Linked DNA regions of Gossypium hirsutum: regions 1 and 2 are each linked to region 3. Evidence: chromatin contacts called from public Hi-C data. All regions are on one chromosome and are shown on one strand. The core of a region is the stretch at or near the end of the contact, and the rest is flanking DNA. Distances in the headings are between cores, read along the strand shown.

The links. A called contact is a pair of places that touch in the nucleus more often than the background predicts.
Region 1: a contact with region 3 is called in a Hi-C map of leaf, with 2.3 times the contacts expected there. The contact joins the enhancer-like site here to the promoter of LOC107897746 in region 3. A contact is called at or near these places in 9 of 34 Hi-C or Micro-C datasets (anther, callus, leaf and 2 more).
Region 2: a Hi-C map of leaf shows a contact between it and region 3, with 3 times the contacts expected there. The contact joins the promoter of LOC107905548 here to the promoter of LOC107897746 in region 3. A contact is called at or near these places in 2 of 34 Hi-C or Micro-C datasets (both in leaf).

Annotation. Positions count from the first base shown.
Region 1 is chrA11:31,855,882-31,858,581 of Gossypium_hirsutum_v2.1, reverse strand. It overlaps the pseudogene LOC107958798. Among protein-coding and RNA genes, the nearest start is that of LOC107897706, 8.8 kb to the right of the region's middle. Within about 2 kb of position 1,346, at least 9 of the 9 cell types and tissues checked have an H3K27ac peak or open chromatin away from gene starts, as enhancers often do. A contact at or near this core is called in leaf, where this site is marked.
Region 2 is chrA11:32,188,330-32,191,029 of Gossypium_hirsutum_v2.1, reverse strand. It overlaps LOC107905548 (transcription factor HEC2), which reads left to right and starts at 1,308. Exons shown (of 1, transcript XM_016832220.1): 1 at 1,308-2,387. The coding sequence starts at 1,467. The coding sequence ends at 2,270.
Region 3 is chrA11:32,040,919-32,043,618 of Gossypium_hirsutum_v2.1, reverse strand. It overlaps LOC107897746 (CLK4-associating serine/arginine rich protein), which reads right to left and starts at 1,414. Exons shown (of 13, transcript XM_041081575.1): 1 at 1,106-1,414; 2 at 983-1,021; 3 at 740-888; 4 at 499-574. The coding sequence starts at 1,302.

The DNA of each region.
Region 1 (2,700 bases), core at 97-2,596, 180 kb after region 3:
AAGGAGTTAAAATGCATCACCAACAACAATAACCAGAAACAAGAGAAAAGAAAAGTTGGCAACCAACATCTTTTGTTTCTCATGTTTTTGTTGTTTTCATGATTGCAATTTAGTGCTAACCCCTCCATTGCCATAGAGTCGCTGATATGCCTCTTATCACAATTTTAAAGCAATGCACTATCTATTCAACATTCTCTTATCATGATAAAAATGGAAGATTTATAACATCGTTAAGAAATACATAAATTTCATCCAAAACAAACATAGAAAAAGGAAACCATACCTGAGAGTTTGCTCTAAATGATAGACAGACTAAAGATGCTTCAGGGACAGCCAACTTGCTAACATCAACGCCACTTGCATCAAAAATAATCGACAGCTTTGATTTTCTACCATTAGAATATATAACATCCATGGCAGGAAACTTCCTTGCCGCAATTCTAGGAATTAGAATCTTATTTTCCCGTGCAATCTGCAAGAAAAGAAAAAAAACTAACACTTAAAATGTTTACAGAAAGTAACATTAATTTTACTCAGAAATTAGTTGCAATTCAACTAATTTGAACAGATTTGCAAATGATATAACCTATATGTATATAAAAAGAACAAATCAGTTAATACCTTACCACCGTGTTGTTTTAGCTCAACATATCATCAAAATATACTCTATTCAATTCATCAGCACTGCCCTAAATCAAATTAAAACAATTATTTATATTAAATTTCATGGAAAAAAGAGCACGTAACAAAATTTCAATAAATAAACAAAGCTTAAACTTACAGTCTTGCTCGTTCTTTCTCCATTTTTTCCTTGCTTGCAAGCTGCACACACAAGACAAAAAGTTAAAAAGAACTATAACTTAAAAAATCAAATATTTTAGAGTTAAAAAGGGGGAGATGGAGGAATTACCTTGTAAATATCGAAGAAGCGAATGGATGATTTTGAAGCTAAATGTTGAGGAGGTGAAGGGGAAATCTTTGGGTCATGACTTAAGAGGTATTGACAATTTCAAATCGAAGCTCGTGCCCGGTTTATCACTCGGTTTACTGTCAACATTTTCGGATTTCGATTTAGATTTCAATTCCCCTCTAAGAACCCTCTTGCTCTTTCTAACAATCGATGGGATTTATAGATCAAGAAAAAGAAATGGAAGAGAGGAAAAGAAAAACTCTATTTAGAGAAAGAAAAAGAAAGCAGAAAAAAGAGGGCAGAAAAATTGGAAGAGAGAAATATGGAAGGAACGGAGAGAGAAAGTGGGGAGCGTTTCAGGTGAGAAAATAGGAGAGGGCAAAGTGGGGAGAGTTTTTGTGGTGAAGGTCTCCTTCAACATTGAATCAGTAATCGGTGGTGAGTAAACAAAATAGAAATCAGGTAATTTTACTACATAGGCCCCTAATGGAATAACCTCGTAATAGGGTATTCCATTCAACTAAACAGGTATTTAGGGTGGGCCCACAGAATAGGGTTGTAATGGCTATGCCATTACTTTGAACCAAACATGCCGTTAGATTGCCTTGGATATAAAGTATGTTTTTTTAGTTGTCGATGGGCACTAATCCATTGTATCGGTCATTTAATCGTTCTTTAAAGCTCGCTAACCAGAGTTTTGTTTTTAAAAAGCTTAACAGATTAGTGACTTAAATAAAAAATTTTTGAATAATTTAGTGATTATTTTATAATTTTTTAAACTTGAGTGACTAAAATATAAACATACTAATAGTTGAGTGACTTTGGGTGACTTTACCCTTATTTTTATTGATGTTACGCTTTAAATTTTTATTATATTTATTAATGTTTTTTAATTAAACTTAAAATTTATACTTACCTAATATAACTACGACTACTTTTATTAAACGTATACTATGATTTGATAATATCAGTTGTCTAACTTAAAACAATGGTTAAAATGCTTGGGAGCTCCCTATATTAGAGGGACTAAATTAAATTAATCTCTCAATTATTAAATAGATTAATTTAGTTTCTAAACTATTAAAAAATTAAATAAGTCTAAAGTGTAACAAAGTTAACATTTGCAGCATAAAAAATATTTTATTGTTAATTACTATTCAATTCTTAACAAAAAAAATTCATTTCCAGAAACATAATAACTTTAAAAATATTAACTTTATTAAAAAATATTATTATTATTTAAATAACAAATGTTAAATTTATTTTAATTTGGCCATTAATATTATAACAACTAAATTGATATATTTAATGAGAGTAGGATTAATTTAGTATATGTATTTATACAAAAAAAAAAAGAACTAGTATATGTTGATGTAAGATAGTTGGTGAAGAGTTGTTAATTCTATCAGGTAAACCAACCAACTAAAACCCTTTTCGACTTCTACTCAAAAACTCAAAGATCCCATGGAAAGAAAAACACTACCTTTTTTTGTTTGACAACAGTGGAGAATTAACAGTCAAAAGTTAGAGCAGCAGGAAAAAAGATAGTTATGGAGTCTGCTATCAATGGATCTCAAGAGAAAGAAACACATGAAATGAAACTGTTTGCATATGAAGCTGCTTTCGCCATCTTAAATTCCAGACGAAAGTCCTATTGCTTTCTTTTTTTCTCACTTGAATGAATTGATCAAGATGTCTGCAAAAAATGAGCTGCACTGGATTTGATGACCAGCAGAGATATGCATATAAAAAGACCTGAAAATGTCAAGAACAAATACACCTTACCTTCC
Region 2 (2,700 bases), core at 59-2,558, 150 kb before region 3:
TCTTGAATGATCGATGCATGTAGTGTTAATGCCAATCCACCAAGGTCAAAGCTTTACAATCTGATAAAATTTGAATTTCTATTGCGGCTTTTGTTTTGTTCGTTTCAGAAAGCTGTGTAAAAAAGAGACATCTTTTGGCGAACATCGAAAAATATCAGTGAAATGAAACCAAAAAAAAAACCTGTAGGCTCAGGAAAATGGGACCACTTTCTGAAAATTGTGATTATCTGCTCTGTACTTTTTTTTGAATAACAAGTTGTAATCAAAATACTGTTTTTCTACTAGAAATCAATTTTTTTTTTAATTATCTTTTCAACTCGGTCCCTGGGTAATTTTCTGATATGGTTCCACGAATGTTGAATAAAGTTAGAGGAAAAATGTTGGGTCTGAGAGCCCCCCACATGTGCATTTCACTACTTGTCATGCTTCTCATTTTAAACTACATTAATCTTGACACATTATATTTATACATGCAAATTTCAGAGTAGAGTTAAGTATGAAGCAAACCATGTTTTCACGTCACTTAAAATTTTCTTCACATATGGTGTCCTTCGTGTGACATTTTATTTCCCCTGAATGGATGAAAACTGAAAAGGGCAGGCTGAGGAATGCCAAGCAGTAGCAGTTAGCAACAAAAGAAAATAAATTTCACCCGAAAGGAGAATTTGCGTACTTGCAGTGGAGGTCTGCATCACCGTCACCTTCTAATCCACCTTAAAAAGCGTGCCAAACAGACCCAAACTGTATCTACTGCCACTGCTAATATAATATTATATAAATTGAGATATTGACCTCTCAACCCCACTTCACAGTTACCGGAATCTTTATCCGGTGCCGGAGTCGGGCAACTTCTGAGAAATGTCATGTGACTGTGGGGTTTCATGGTCTTCTTTGGACAAAGTAAAAATAAATAAATAAAGGCAAAAAAGCATGCAAAGCAAGCTCTTTCTTTCGGTACTCAAAGGGTCAGTGTGTAGAAATAAAGTGGTTCATGCATCTTATTTGAGAAAATTCCTTCAATCCAAGCCATTGAATTTGTGGGCCAAAACGCGTGGCTATTCTGATGTTTTACACGTGTTATTAGCTTTGATCCTTTAAGGTTCACTATATAGATCGGATGGTTGATAGGGTCAGCGATTGGAGTTAGTCCCACATAATGGGCGGTCACTATCTAACATCAAATAATCAAATCATAAATGAGGTTTGGCCGAGAGTGGAGTTTCCTATATCATCTTTGCATGAAATTTTACTCTTTTTTTTTAAGAAAAAATGGTCACGAGTTGCTATATAAAGGCCTTTCCACTTCCTTGTTGGACATTGGTGGGTGCTTTTTTATTACACTTTTTAATCTCATCTCCTTATCTCTCTGCACATATCTCCGATTAAAAACCCTAATTCTATAAAAAGCCATTATATATCTTCAGCTCCTTCCCATCCCTCTGCCATTCCGTCTTTCAGTAGATTCAATGGATGTTGACATGGTGAAATCCTCAACAGAAGATGATCACATGGATGTGATGACAATGATGATGCAAATGGAAGAAAAGCTTCCCGATTTCTGTGAGCCTGCTTTCCATACTTCTCCCACGTTATTGCCACCTGAAACCCACTTCTCCAATGGGACTTCAAGCACCACCATCCTTCCCACACTACCCGTTTACCCCAACCCCAATGTTTCTTCCATTAATACATTCATGACCTTGCCTTTTGGCAATGGCAGCAACCCAGTTCAAGAACCCATGACTCCACCTCTTCAACCCCATAATATATGCAGTAGCAACCGCAAGTTCAAATATCCAACTCCTTTCAACAATGCAAATTCATACCCTTCTTCAGTAGATAAGAAGAACTCTATGGCAGCAATGAGGGAGATGATATTCCGTATAGCAGCAATGCAACCTATCCATATAGACCCAGAATCCATCAAGCCTCCAAAAAGAAGAAACGTTAAGATCTCAAAGGATCCTCAGAGCGTGGCCGCCAGGCATAGAAGAGAACGGATAAGCGAGAGGATAAGGATTCTGCAGAGGCTTGTTCCAGGAGGCACCAAAATGGATACAGCTTCAATGTTGGACGAGGCGATTCATTATGTCAAATTTTTGAAGAAACAAGTGCAGTCTTTGGAACAAGCTGCCGTTAACAGGCCGATGGAAGTTGGGATTCCAAGTGCACCAGTGGCTAACATGGGGTACTCTAATTCCCTGGTTAAAGCTTGCCAGCCATCTCATCACCATCATCAAGCTGTGGGCAATATGCAGATGCTTAGATAAAAGATAGAGTTCAGAGTTTTATTGGTTCCTGTAATGGGTAGCCATGATTATGTCTTTGGTTTACTTGTAAAGTGTGAAATTTACTTGTTACTATTAATGCCACAGAGAAGTTCAACTTATGCGTTCATTATCAGATTAAACTTCTGAATATATTCTTTATATCTCTATTGCAGCCACCCCATTCAACCCCGAGAAAAATATCATTTCAATTCATTTCAAACTTAATTTTATCTGCAAAATGATGAAATAAGTCTAAGAATCATTAACTAGGAATTTGATTAGCAAATTGAAAGAAACTATTGTCATCCTTTGACAGTTTCCCAGGGATCGGAAACTCTAACATTAATATAAGGTAATATCGGTGATTGGGGAGAATATATTAGCATTTTAACTTTCAAACTCAATGTTTCTCCATCCATGCATGGATTTT
Region 3 (2,700 bases), core at 165-2,664:
ACTCATCTCTTCTAGAAACAGTCAAAACAAAACCTTATAAAAACAGGCTAACTGAATGATCTTCATCATATATATGAACTGAAAAAAAAAAAAAAAGCTTTTTTCCTGCTTTAAAAGAAGACTACTAAAACAAATAATAAACCTATCAAAGTTAATTTATAAATAGCTAAAAATCATATGAGAGAAAGTAAAATGCAAGACAAGTCTATAAATTGGATCTTTTATAAAAACTTAACGCATCTCAACATTTATTCCAAATAGAATAAATCTTGGAAAATACATCTCCTGCAACCACCATCTTATCTCCATGTCTAAGATCACCCTAAAGCCCTATGCAGAATGAAAAAAAAAATTGCAAAGAGCAAGACACTGTTGGAAACTTTTATGCAGATGGCATGCCAATAAATTTTTATTTTTCGGAAAAGCTTTGAGCACCATCACATGCATCACCTATCTTATCAAATCGGCACAAATAGCTGAGAAAAGAATATACTAAACCTGTCTGATTGGAACGGTGCGATTACTTTTGCCTCCATTTCTACATTCACATGTTGTAAACCATCCTCGTCGGTAACTGTCAAAAGATACAAACCTCAGCACATAAAGCTTATTTGAAAACTAATCGCTATTCTTATAACAGACTTTTGCCGTTATAACCAAAAAATAGGAGGGACACGAAACAAACAAAAGTGAACCAAAAACAGAGTTTATCAATTCCAAGAAATAAAAAAGTACCGACATCCTCTACGGCGATGCTTAATTAAATCCCGATAACGCTCGAAATTAACAAACTCTTCTACTTCTTCTTCCTCTTCAGACTTCTCTTGATTCCTAAAATGTCGTGTCCCTGGCTCGCGAATAAAATCAAGAAGAGCTCGGCCATCGAATCTAAAATATAAGCAAATGCTAATCAGTTTAAAAAAAAAGCATCGTCTAAAAGGATCTTAGAAATGAAGATAAATGAGAAATAAAAAATATATACCTATCGATTAAAATATCTTGTTTTCCATTCCAAGGAATCCTGTAAGCAAAAGGAATAAATTTGAGATAATTAATGGAAGGCTAAGAAGGTAATATTTAACCGAAAATTGATAAATTGACTTACAAGCCTTGCTGATCTTGAGTGGCATGATAAAGAGCATCGTCACGGTGGATACGGCAGCGAGAGCCGACGACTTGAATGGATTGTTGAGGGTCGCCGCGTCTTTTGGAAAGGAATATGGCCCGTCTTTGTGCTCTCTTTCGAGCCGCGTCCATCATGTCGTGGACCTTCCTTTCTGATCTCCGAGCTTCGTGCCACATCTCTGATGATAGAATCGGAGTGTCGAAACCCTAAAGAGAGGAGGAGGAAATAAAAAACAACGATCTCTGGATAAATAATCTGTGTGTTAGGTAAGTGGAAAGCTTTGTTTTGTTATGGACCCTTTTTTTTTTCTTTTATGAATAAATGGTCTGTCATTTTATTTGTCCAAAAAGGCCCAACTTTGAGCCTTGAGATTTGGGCTAGTAAGCCCCTTTCGTCTTTCTCTGATTTTTACTCTGGTTAAAAGCTATTTTTATAGATTCATGGTTTCAATGCGAACTTACTTTAAACAAAGTTATATGCGATTATTATTTTATTTACGATAAAATATTAAATTTATACATAATTTTTTAATTTAATGTTTAATTTAATACATAAATTTTGATTTGATGTAATTATATATATGAAATTTCAATTTCAATTCAATTATATACATTTAAATAAATAAATACATACATTTATTTTTTATATTTGATTAATAAAATTATTTGTGTATGCAATATCTCGAACGTAAAACGGTATTAATTTAATAATATTGTTAGTAATTTTTAAAAATAGGATCAAATCAAATTTTTATGTATAAAATCACACAATATTAAAGTTCATGTATGACATTACATATTAAATCAAAATTAATATATAATTTTGATATTTATTATCCCTTCTAGTTAATTTTGTAAAAATATATTTAAAGAATAATAATTAAATAAGGATTTTGTTAACCTGTGTTTTTAAGACTTTTAAAAATATTTTTTTAAGAAAAGAATAACATAGCATTACTTAAGCTATAGCGCGCGTCGTACACATTATAGTTGGCTTTATCAACCATAAAAACAGAATATTGAAATAGACAACATATCATTAAAAAGTTCTAAAACTGACCTTAATCCTAGATGGACTAAAACTATCGTCCTCCTTTGCAAGTGAGTAGTGCATCTATTCCCTTCATATAGATATGTTGCAATCAACTAAGCTAAAATGTCTTCAAAATAGTCCTGCTCAAGCATAATGTTACCAGTTGCAGTACTCTTCATTTGACTAATGACAGACGAGGCATCAAGCTCAATAATTGAGAGATGCTTAAATCCTTTACAAGTAAAACATCATATTGGAGATTGGATTCGATCCCAAACAAAATCTCATTCTCCTCCCTTAATTATTTAAAAAAAATCATATCATAATGCCCATATTTCAACAATCATATTGGTTGCAAAAACTTATAAATGGTGACTACCTGTCACCTGATTGCCTAAAGAAGAGCCATCACAATTCAATGTGTTGAGGCAGTTTTTGAGCAGTGCCAAGACCAATGCCAACCGATGTCTAGCACTACCTACTCAGAAAACTTATCATATTTAAGTTGGAAAATTTTAGCAACAAAATCCTTGGGCTTTGAT